2 separate regions of the Canis lupus genome follow, and region 2 is linked to region 1. The links are chromatin contacts, called in public Hi-C maps. All regions are on one chromosome and are shown on one strand. The core of a region is the stretch at or near the end of the contact, and the rest is flanking DNA. Distances in the headings are between cores, read along the strand shown.

Region 1 (6,187 bases), core at 2,782-5,281:
ATTTATTTATTTTTATTTATTTATTTTTTCATTATAAAAGCAACAAATGTCCAAAAGAAAAAAAAGAAAAAAAGCAACATAGGTTGACCATGAAAAAAAGAAAAACAAACACAAAACCCCCAAAACCCAGATACAAAAAAAAAAGGGGGGGGGCAAATCAGAAAGCTCATTGTTGGGTCTTTAGAGTGACTGCTGACACAGCCAACTGAAGACAACTGGATCTGTTGATCCAGATGCAGGACTGGATCCTGGGACCCCAGGATCATGATCTGAGCCAAAGGCAGATGCTCAACCACTGAGCCACCCACATGCCCTTGAACCTCCGTTGTAAGAAAGGACAGAAATAGGGACGCCTGGGTGGCTTAGTGGTTGAGCGTCTGCCTGTGGCTCAGGTCGTGATCCCAGGATCGGGGATCGAGTCCCACGTCGGGCTCCCGCATGGAACCTGCTTCTCCCTCTGCCTGTGTCTCTGCCTCTCTCTCTCTCTGTCTCTCATGGATACATTAAAACAAAACAAAAACAGAAATGGGCAGATGGCCTGAGGGGGCAGAAAGGCAGGGGCTTCCTGCAGGGGCCCAGAGGTGGGAGCCAACATGCCGAGGCACCTGGTCCCAGGAATTGGACCCCAGAGGCCTGGGGGCCCAGGGTGTTGGCGCCTGCCTGCGGGCTTGGGCCCTGAGGCCAGGAGGGGTCCCCAAGCCTTCTTCCTGACCTTCAGGGGGCTCAGGGGAAGTGGCTCAGGTTTCCTGATAGGCGTAGCCTGGATGTTCCTCTCAACATACTGTCCTGATGCAGGGGCAGGGGCTGTGGGGGTGTCACTCACTAGCTCCCTGATGCTGCGAAAAGGCACCCCTGGAGTAGACCCTTGTCACCCATCCATTCTAGCCAGATGCTGGCTCCCGGCTTCCCTCCCGAACATGGGTGGGGACACGGGTGCGCTGGGGCTCCCCAGCCCCTGTCATCACCGTGTCCCGATTACCTCATCGGTAACGGGGATCACGAAGGCTAGCCAGGGAGGTGGCAGGTGGCCGGGGTCCGGGGACGCTTCAGGGCGGTGGGAGGAGAGGGGGCGGGCTTAGCCTGAAGGGAGCAAGGGCCACAGGACTCTGGAGACACAGTGCTGTCCAACAGGGTGACCTGAGTGCCCTCCAACAGAGTATTTCTCTAGGAGCCACAGGGAAATGTAAGAAGGAACAACGGAATCCAATGTTCATATTTAATCCAAGCCAGTACATTCAAAATATTTCAATATGTAACCAGTATGCAAACTATTAACAAGATGCACGGAGTTTTTTGTTTTACTTTTTTTAAAATTTTTTTTAAATTTTTATTTATTTATGATAGTTACAGAGAGAGAGAGAGGAAGAGACACAGGCAGAGGGAGAAGCAGGCTCCATGCCCTGGGAACCCGTCGTGGGACTCGATCCCGGGTCTCCAGGATCGCGCCCTGGGCCAAAGGCAGGCGCTAAACCGCTGCGCCACCCAGGGATCCCCTTGTTCTACTTTTAAAAAGAAAGATTTTATTTTATTTATTCATGATAGAGACAGAGAGAGGCAGAGACACAGGCAGAGGGAGAAGCAGGCTCCATGCAGGGAGCCCGACGCGGGACTCGATCCCGGGTCTCCAGGATCACACCCCGGGCTGAAGGCAGGCGCTAAACGGCTGTGACACCAGGGCTGCCCGCTGTGTTACTTTTCAAAGTAAGTTCCACGCCCAGCACGAGGGTCCCACTCAGACCGTGAGATCCAGAGTGGCGAGCGCTGCGGCTGGGTGCACGATGAGAGGCGTGTGTACAGCGGGCCACATCTTGGCTCGGACCGGCCACTCTCCAGCGCCCGACGGCCACCATCTGGGACCGCACAGGTACAGGTGGAGACACAAGTCCCAGTGTGAGAGCCAGGTGACGACCCGGAGGCCCGGGGTGCTGGGGCTCAGGGCCCAGAGGCTTAACTGTGTGAACTCCTTTGAGGGAGAGCCTGCACCAGCTGCCCTGTACAGGTGAGGAAACTGGGACACCACGGCTCGGGGACCCTGTCGCCAGTCACCCAGCTGGCGGGAGAGAGCCAGGGTCTGTGTGTAGGGGACCGGTGCCTGCCTCTCGTTCCAGCGTCTGGAGCTTTTCATGCCCCCCACGGGGCGGGGGGCTCTAACCAGGCTTCCCTGGGTCCCAAGGAACCTTCCCGCCCAGCAGCAGAAGCAGCCCTGGCCCAGCAGGAACGGGGTAGGGGCGCTGCTCCCGTGAGGGGCTCAACACGGGGGCAGCAGGGCCGCGTGAGTGACAGTGTGAGAGGAGCCCACCAAGAGGCTTGGTTGCCAGATCCCGACTCAGGTGCCCCCCACTATCCCTGACTTGTCCCAGGCACTCTCCAGTGCCCCAATCCCTACCCCCCCCCCCCCCCCCACTGCAGGGAAGTCTGGCCAGTCCTGCCCACTCCTGCTCCTGTATAAATAACCCGAAGTGACTTCGGTCTTGCTTACACTTCTCAGAATTAGTGAGAAGCAACCTAGCTCCCCTTGACACCTGCGAGTCGTGGTGACTCTCCGCTGGGCCCCTGAGGTACAGCACGCGGCCCTCACCCTCAGCCCCTGTCCCTGCACAGCCCCCTCCTCCCACCCCATCCCCCCTCCTCCTCCCCACCCCCTGGGACTCACTCGCCCCTGCCTATGTAGTTTATGTAAATCCCCTGCACATCTCCTTCTACTTGCTATTTTTTAAGCATCGACATTATTTTCAGGTCTCTTCATGTTGATCTTAGTAGATCCTAGTTCATTTTAGGTGCTCTGTGGGATTCCTTTATAAATTGTTTCATATGGTGGGACGCCTGGGTGGCTCAGTGGTTGAGCGTCTGCCTTCGGCTCAGGGCGTGATCTCTGATGAGTTTCCGGATCGAGTCCCACGTCGGGCTCCCTGCACGGAGCCTGCTTCTCCCTCTGCCTGTGTCTCTGCCTCTCTCTCTGTCTCTCATGAATAAATAAAATCTTAAAAATATATAAATAGTTTCATATATCATATTTCAGTCTTTAATTACACGTTGGAGGCGCCCTTGGGCAGTTCCCAATGCTCTGCAAACATGTCAGAAAGTTCCTCTGGGGCATATACTCCACAGCTAAATTGTGGATCCTGGAGGGCCACATACCCAGTCACTGCTCCTACCCCACAGCTCCCCCAGTGACCCGAGGTCGATGCACAGGGCTACCAGGTTCACTCACATCATTGCTTATATTTGATGTCAACTGACTGTTACTCTGTTGGCTGCTCTGGTTGATGGAAAATGCAGAGCATGTCTTCAGACTCTTCCTGGGCGTTCGTGGGCTCCCCTCGGGGCAATGCCCCATCCGTCCCTTTGATGTTTGGTCTCATAGTGGCCCCTATGAAACCCTATATGGGTTTCCCATATACTCTAGTTACTAATGCTCTGATGACAAAGATCTTTTTCTATCCTGTCACCCATTTGTAGCATTTGTCCACGGTGTCTTTTTTGTTCCAAGTGGGTTTTTATTTTTATTTATTTATTTTTTAAAGATTTATCTATTCGTGAGAGACACAGAGAGAGAGGCAGAGACACAGGCAGAGGGAGAAGCAGGCTCCCCGCCGGGAGCCCGATGCGGGAACTCGATCCCGGATCCCGGGATCACTACCCGAGCCGAAGGCAGGCGCCCACTTCTGAGCCACCCAGGGATCCCCAAGTGGGTTTTTAAATGAAACCTAATTACATACGGTGAAATGCATAGATCTCGGGCGTTCCATCCAGTGAGGTGTGACTGATGTCTACGCTCGGGGAGAGTTTGCAAGTTCCATCGTCAATACTGGGAATCAGTCTTTCTTCGTTTTTCTGCATTAGGTATTAGTATTTTATCGACCTTGTGCGGATCCGATTTGGGCTCTTGCGTAACGTTTGTTGCACGAGGGACGTAGCTTGCTCCCGCCGGACTCGCGGCTGCCGCGGCCCGGGGCCTGCGCTCGGGCGCCCCCTGCCGCCCATTGTGACGCCGCCCGCGCGCCGGGTCCCCGAGGCCCGCAGCGGCGGGGGGACCGAGCCCCCGGAGCCATGGCCGAGGCGCAGGAGCTGCTGCTGCAGCTGCAGAAGGACAACCGCGACGGGCGACTGCGGAAGCAGGAGCTGGAGGAGCTGGTGCGCGGGCTCGAGGCCGAGAGCGAGAGCCTCACCGGGCGCCTGCAGGGTCTGCGCGAGCGCGAGCGCAGGTGCGCGGGGGTCGGTCCCACGGAAGGCGGCGCCCGCGGCTGGGCGGAGGGGGCGGCCGGCTCGTCGGTTCCTCCTCCCCGCCCGGGCGCCAACCTCCGCCCTAGGCCGGCGGGGCCTGGAGGGTGGGGACCCACGACGGGGAGGGTCAGCACCCGGCACGGGCTTCCTCGGCCGCGCTCGCGGCTGGCCTTTCCCGGAGGCCGCGGGGGCCCGAGCGCCGTGGCGCCGCCTCAGTTTCCCCTCTGCAGCCTGCAGCGGAAGCGAAACCAGGCGGCGCGGGCCCTGCGCGGGGAGGCGCGCGAGGCGGCGCGGGAGGGCGCGGAGCGAGCGCGCGGGCTGCTGGAGGCGGCGGAGCAGCGCAAGCAGGACCTGGTGCGGGCGGGGCCCCGGGTGGGGTGCGGCGGGGGGGCCCCGGGTGGGGTGCGGCGGGGGGGCCCCGCGTGGGGTACGGCGGGGCCGCGGGTGGTGCCCGGCCCCCCGCGAGGCCGGGGTCTCCGAGAGGCCCAGGCAGCCCCCTCGACCCCACCCGCAGGAGCAGCACAACCAGCAGCTGCAGGAGCAGTGGGAGGAGCTGTCGAGTCAGGTACACTAGGGGGCGGGCCTCGGGCTCCGGCGTCCCCGAGGAAGTCCCTGGGGTCCCGCCGCCCAGGACAGTCCCCGCCCCTCCAAGCCCCCGACCCCGCGCTCACAGACCCCATCCCCAGCTCTTCTACTACGGAGGCGAACAGCTGAGTCAGCAGCACGCAGAGCAGCAACTCGGGACCCAGCTGATGGCGTTGCAGGTGTTTGGGTGGGGGGCCCTCCCAAGACGCGAGCGGCGGCGCGGGGTGGGGGGCATGACAGTCTGGGGGCGGGGGCGGGGGCGGGGGCGGGGGCGGGGTCGCGGGCGCCCCAGACTCCTGACGTTCCTTGGATCCGCCGGAAGAAACAAGTGGAGCTGGTGGAGGCCAAGCACGCCGAGCAGGCGGAGAGCCTGCGGCAGGTGCGGGCGGAGCGCGGGGCCGGGCCGGGTGCGGGGCGCAGAGGCTGTGCTACCCGGGGCTCATCGGGGCTCCCTCCCCCCAGGGCGCGCAGCGGACGGAGGAGGCCTGGGCCAGCTTCCAGGAGCAGAGCGGCGTCCTGCAGGTACCGCCCCTCCGCCGAGAGCCGCTCCGGCGCCCCCAGCCTGCGGCGCCCCGCCGCGAGCTCCCCCGCGGGTCCTGAGGCCTCGCCCACCTCCCCAGGAGCTGCAGGCCAAGGTGATGGAGGCGGCGGCCGCGCTGGACGCCTCGCGGGGCGGCGCCGAAGTGTAAGCGGCCCGGGCCGGGGTGCGGTGGGGCGACGGCGGGGCGAGTCCGGCCGCCCACCTCGGCGCCCTCCCGGCAGGTGCGACTCCCAGCCGCGCCGGGTGCAGGACTGCGCGGGCTCGCTCATGGAGGAGGTGGCCAGGGCCGACTGCGTGAGCGCGGGCCCCGGCGGGGCGGGCGGAGGGCGGCGGGCGGGACCGCCCCACGGGGCCCACCCGCGCCCCCGGGGCCCCACCTCCCCGAGGGCCCGCCCCCGACGGACTGGCGAGCCCCCCCCGGACACGCGCGGCGGGGGGACTGGGTCCCTCCCGACTCGCGCCCCTTGGAGCCCGCGGCCCCGCCGGGCGCCCAGCTAGACGCGGCTCCTTCCCTCCGCAGGAGAGGCGGCTTGTCGGTGGCGCCGGCAGGGCGGGCATCAGGTGAGCCGGCGGCGGGCGCGCGGGGCCCGGGCCCACCCCTCGGCTCCCCCGCCACCGCCCGCCTGTCCGTCCGTCCGTCCGTCCTTGGGTCCGCAGGTGCTGGGCGCGCGGCGCGCTGCAGACGCTGCTGCTGCTCCCGCTCGGCTTCCTGGCGCTGCCGCTGCTCCACGTGCTGCGGGCGGACCCCTGCGCGCTCCGCGGGCTCCCGCGCTGCGGCTCGGCCTCCGCCTGGCGCCGCCTGCGCTACACGCTGTCCCCGCTGCTCGAGCTGCGCGC
Region 2 (5,603 bases), core at 2,815-5,314, 150 kb before region 1:
GTGAGAGGAGGTATGTCCTGGATTGTGGACTGGGTCTGGCTGGAGGGCCCTTCCACCACGATCCCTGGGATAGGCAGAGGGTGGTATAGGCTCTGCCAGGGATTGGCCTTCTGGCTGGAGTTTGGGGGCCCAGAAGAAGGTATGGGTGGTCTCTGTAGTTTAGGGTCCTTGCCAGGAGCTTCCTGACTGGGATGGGGTGAGGGAACCTTGGGTTCTTCTGTGGGTGTCACCTCAACCCTTAATCTGTTGGCCACCTGGGCACTAGACAGAGGGGATCCACCTTCCTTGGATTTGGCCTGTCCTCTGCCCTTGGTGCTCTTTCTTCGAATCATCTTGGAGCTGGAGACTCTGATGGGAAGCACATTGTAAGTCTCCTCCCCATCAGTGGGTGTGGCTGGCTTGGAGTCTTGCACTGAGTCAGAATTGGGTTCTGGCTTGGAGTCTTGCACTGAGTCAGAATTGGGTTCTGTTGCAGGCTCCCATTCTGAAGGGAAGAGAGGGCAGCCATCGTGACGTCGGGCTCCACTGAGCTTGTCCACGGCCTGGCGGACCACACTCTGCAAGGCAGGGAAGAGGTGGTGCTCAGCCAGGAAGTCCAGGGTCCGATGGGGCTCACGGAATGAACAGTAGCCAGGCAGGTCAAAGGATGCTGGCTGGTTCAACAAGGACTTGATCTCCTTACAATGCTCTCGCTTGAGGAAAGTCAGTTCCCGTTCTACAGGCCCTAGCTCTGATGTTTGGGCTGTGCCAGTGCTTGAGCCCAGCAGGCCTGAGAACCAGGACAGAGGTGGCTCCTGGGTCCGCTGGCTGCTGGCCTGGCTGCCCAGTGAGTCCCACAGCAGGGAGTCTGTCTGGAAGCAGGACCGACCTATGCCTTTCTGCGGAGAAAGGGGGACTTTCAGGTGCATCCAAGAGCAGCCAAGCCAGGCCTAAGCCTGGCCCTGGGCTGGGGTCCATCCTGCCCACCCTGGGCCATGCCCCTAGATCTCACCCCTCTGTTCTCCAGCTTCAGCAGCCGTTTGAGGTTCTTCTCCAGCAAAAGTTTGTCCCTCATGGGTGGCAGTGAGCCCATGCCACGGGCTCCCAGGTCACTGTCCTGGCTGTGGGAGCCCAGCCAGCCAGCTGTGAAGCTGCTATGGGAGTCGGACATGGAGCTGGAGGAGGATGGGTAGTTGTTGGGACGTCCAGTGCAGAGGCTGGGTCGGGCACGGTGTCGGTGTACAGTACTAAGGCTAGGCCGGGCACGAACCCGCTGCCCACCCCTTGGCACCTCTATTGGGTCCTGCACCTCCACCAGCGGCACCCCAGCCTCTGTCTTCATGGTGGTCATGCGCTCAGTTGCTTCCTCCACCACCGTCTGTAGGCTGTCTAGCACCTGACCCTCGACAAGAAAATCCAGGAAGCTACCAAAGGGCCGAGGGTCCCTTGGGTTTCGTCTGTGGCCACGGAGCCCCGAGCTGTCTGCGTGGGTGTACCTTGATGGTGGGTGTGGCATGTGGCCCGACTTGTAGGCTTGCCCCATTTCCAGGAAGGGTGGCTTCTTAGGTGGCTGCACCAGAGGAGACAGGCATGTCACATAGGGCAGGGATGTTCCACAGGGCTAGGGGTCCCTCGGAGTCCTCCTAGGGCACCAGGAGTTGAGTGGGAGTGGGTAATGGGAGAAGGTGTGTGTCTTGGAGTCAGCAGGTTCCTGGATCTGGACCCTGGCTCTGCTGCCACATGGTGTGACACCATGGGCATGATGGCCTCTCTTGAGGTCCAATTTCCTCTTCTGCAAAGTGGGGATCAATTTTGGATCACCCCAATGCTCTCCTGCCACATATATTTCATGTATATGAGATGTGGCCAGGGAGTCTGAAAGCCCACTTTGCCCTCACACAGGGCAGGAATGGGCAATCACGAACTCCTCTGAGTTCTACTTGGGCACCTCACTTGTCCTCTGAGCAGACCAGCCCTACCTCCACTGTACAGACCACCTGTGGTCCTGACCCCTGGGCCCCTCATGGCTGCTTCTGAAGCTTTGAGCCTTGGGCCCTGAGTAGACTCCATGCTCCGGCGCTCTGGGTACCAATCTACCACACTCCTTCAGAACTGCTGGAGGTGAGGGGATGCAGGGAATGAAGTTGAGGGTGACCAGGGCCCAGCAGGATGTCAGAGGAATGGTTAAGGTGATGAGGATGACTAAGGGGCTCAGAGATGAGGTCAACAGATGCTGAGAAAGGGGGGCTGTGATCTGGGGTGCTGGAGCTGGTAGGGAACATTTTGGGGGTCTTGGGAGTCAGGGCCTTGCGGCACACACGTACCCGGGCCACGTAGGTGGTGTGGCCAGCCTCGTCATCTGCCAAGTATCCAGAATGGTGGTGGCAGCTGGTCATGGTGAGGGTGGACCGGCCAGCTATACGCCTCTTCTCTCCGGTGCCGGAGCACAGCCACGGATTCCTCTCTGCGCCAGCGGGGGACGGCGTGAGGGTATGCCTAGGCCTCCATGGATCCACCGCTCCCGTGTCTGTCAGCCACTGCGTCTGCGGGTCCCTCGCTCCCCTCACCCCACGTCCTTCACGCATCGGGCCCTTCCTCTGCTCGGGGTCCCCTGGGCGTCTGCGCACTGTCCGTGTCCAGAGTCGTCGGGGGTGGGGTCCCCAAGGACGACTGCATCCTGCCTCCGACCAAGTCTGGGTCTGCGTGTGTCCAACCCTCCCCTTCTCTTAGACCCCAAATTCCCTGGGGTTTGCCCCTGGCCCAGAGCCAACCTGCTCACCAGAGTCCGCGCCTCGCTGGGTGCCAGTTAGCGGAGTCTGCACCCTCTCCCGGGTGCGGACGCTGAGCTCTGGAGTCACCCGGACCTGCCCCGCTTGCTTATTTACATGCTGCGTCCTGATTGGCTCGCAAGGCCTTCCAGCCCCCGGCACAATGGCTGGGGGCGGGACCCAGATAAGCCCCTCCCCGCCTCTCCGTCTTCGCCCCGCCCACATTCGCTGTGGATGCTCGGGGCTGCTCACCCAGGCCGGAGGACCGGGAGCTCGGATCGGCGCTCTGCATCTGAGGGGAGCCCTAAGGGTAAAAACCACGGCTTCCTCTAGTGACACAAGCACCTTCCTCAACTGCACTCCGGTCGCTGCCTTGTCCTGGGCTTCCTGCTGACCGCTCCTTTCTAGGGTTCTCCCCTTGCCCAGTGTGGACGACCCCAGCGCCGGTGGGGATGTCTTCAGCCCTCTCCCCTCCGCGGTGTCCCTGAGCGCAGTGTAAGAGTCTCAGTTCCAAGTCACAGACCTAGCTTCAATTCCTAACTCTGCTGTTTCCTGCCAGCGTGACTCAACCTCTCTGATCATTTGCTCCTCCTCTGTAAATAGTTGAGCATCCTTCATACAGGAGTATGGAGATTAAATCAAAACTGCGTGCAACACACCCGGCGCCCAATAAAAGCCCTGTGTATCTTTCCCTCTTTTCCCCCTCGGCTTAGTAAACTCCTAATGTCCCTCCCAGGTGTCCCCTCCTCTGAGAAGCCTTCCCAGAAGGTGTGCCACCCAAAACAGAATTACCAAAAACCCTATTCCAGACTCTCCCACACCACATTACTACTTGTCTACCAGATGGTGCTCCTTGGGGTAAGGAACTGAGGCACCCCCCCATCTCTAATATTTCTAAAATTAGAAAATTATTCTAATTGAATAAATGTCAATTTCCTCTTTCCAATCTGCTTGCCATCAGGGCCTCTGGCCTTTCCAGGATCAGCATCCCAGTGGAGAAACATAGTCGAAGTCCAACAATTCAATAATCACAATTGAACACAACAATCCTTATGCCAAGAGGCTGATGAAGAGCTCAATATGGGGCTTCTGATCTGTAAAACATCCCATGAGGAGCATATGATTTGTTATGCTCAAGCTCAGCTTTGCCCTCTCTGCCCTTGACCCAAGGTACAGGTAGGAAGTAGACAACCAGAGTAGGCCCAGAGCTTTGGAGGCCAGTCCCAGCTCCACTACTCCTGGAAGGGTCACTTTGGGCAAGACACTTCTCCCCTCTGAGCATCAGTTTCCTCTTCTGTAAAACAAGAAAGACATTACCAATCCCCTGGGCTGGATACAAATGCTGCACTTTCCATCAGGTGCATCAAAACAGCCACATCACAATGAAACCTCTCACTGTCAACCATGGTGACTATTTGTAGAGTCATCAGCAAGGAAAGTTTTTGTGGACCATAGAAGAAGAAAAAAATGAGATTATGAATGTAAAACTGTAGTCTGGCACAGAGCTCAAGTTGTGGAATTAGGGACTAAGGCTTTCTCAAACAAAGCCATTGGTATGCAAGTTTTCTTGTTTATTTTTTTAATTGTATTTATTTATGATAGGCACACAGTGAGAGAGAGAGAGAGGCAGAGACACAGGCAGAGGGAGAAGCAGGCTCCATGCACCAGGAGCCCGACGTGGGATTCGATCCCGGGTCTCCAGGATCGCGCCCTGGGCCAAAGGCAGGCGGCAAACCGCTGCGCCACCCAGGGATCCCGAGATTTTTTTTTTTCCAATAGGGTTTTCCCTCCTGTATTTTTCATTTCTTTTAAATTTTTTATTTATTTGAGAGAGAGAGAGCGAGCCCGCGAGTACGAGCAGGGGGGAGGGGCAGAGGGAGAGGGAGAAGCGGACTCCAGGCTGAGCAGGGAGCCCAACCCGGGGCTGGATGCCAGGGCCCTGACACTATGACTTGATCCGAAGGCAGATGCTCAACCAACTGAGCCACCCAGGCGTCCTCGTATTTTTCACATTAAGACCATTTTTTGCAGTTCCTGAAAGTCCCGCGTTAGGATAAAACCGGCCACGGTCGGGTTAGGGCAGCGCCCCGCAGGGTGGGAGGGCATCGTCGCAGGGGCCACCGCGGGGCGGTGGGCGGTGAGAACAAAGGCCGCGAGCAGCCGCGTCGGGGAGCGCGCGGGGCGGAGCCTGGGCTGCGTCTGGGGGCGGGGCCTGGATCCGGTGCTCTGGGGTCCCCAGCCTCGGCGGGAGTGGCCATGGCCCGCCCGCGAGTGCGGCTGGTGGTCACCGCGGACGACTTTGGTTACTGCCCGCGGCGCGATGAGGGCATCGTAGAGGCCTTTCTGGCGGGGGCTGTGACCAGCGTGTCTCTGCTGGTCAACGGCGCAGCGGCAGAGAGCGCGGCGGAGCTGGCCGGCAGGTGAGCGGCGGCACCCTGCGGGGGCGGGCGGGCTTGGGGAGCCGCCGCCGGGCCGCAGCCCAGGCTCCGGCTCGCGCTCCGCCTGCAGGTACCGAATCCCCACCGGCCTCCACGCCAACCTGTCCGAGGGCCGCCCCGTGGGCCCGGCCTGCCACGGCGCCTCGACGCTGCTCAGCCCCGAAGGCTTCTTCCTCGGCAAGATGGGATTTCGAGAGGCAGTGGCGGCCGGAGGCGTCGCCTTGCCCCAGGTGCGGAGATGCGGCTGCCGGAAGGGGCTCGCGATGACCTCCACGGCTCCACCCCGAGGGTCCCGTGAAGCCGTTAGGGGCAGGGGCGTGCGATGGACGCTCTCCTGACTCAGACTGGAGCAGCCACGCGGGGGCACCTGGAGGGAGCCTCCTACGTCGCTGCTCCCTGACTTCCAAGGTGCCTGTTG

Evidence for each region. A called contact is a pair of places that touch in the nucleus more often than the background predicts.
Region 2: a contact with region 1 is called in a Hi-C map of skin fibroblasts, with 4 times the contacts expected there. The contact joins the promoter of CCDC116 here to the promoter of TMEM191C in region 1. A contact is called at or near these places in 3 of 9 Hi-C or Micro-C datasets (amygdala, blood and skin fibroblasts).

What each region holds. Positions count from the first base shown.
Region 1 is chr26:30,926,322-30,932,508 of UU_Cfam_GSD_1.0, reverse strand. TMEM191C (transmembrane protein 191C) reads left to right here and starts at 4,031. Exons shown (of 10, transcript XM_038574536.1): 1 at 4,031-4,205; 2 at 4,455-4,578; 3 at 4,739-4,789; 4 at 4,911-4,988; 5 at 5,132-5,188; 6 at 5,272-5,331; 7 at 5,430-5,494; 8 at 5,572-5,644; 9 at 5,871-5,911; 10 at 6,008-6,187. The coding sequence starts at 4,051.
Region 2 is chr26:31,074,135-31,079,737 of UU_Cfam_GSD_1.0, reverse strand. It overlaps CCDC116 (coiled-coil domain-containing protein 116), which reads right to left and starts at 4,064. Exons shown (of 3, transcript XM_038575989.1): 1 at 2,759-4,064; 2 at 2,304-2,443. The coding sequence starts at 2,972. YDJC (carbohydrate deacetylase) reads left to right here and starts at 4,932. Exons shown (of 5, transcript XM_038575982.1): 1 at 4,932-5,167; 2 at 5,256-5,415. The coding sequence starts at 5,004.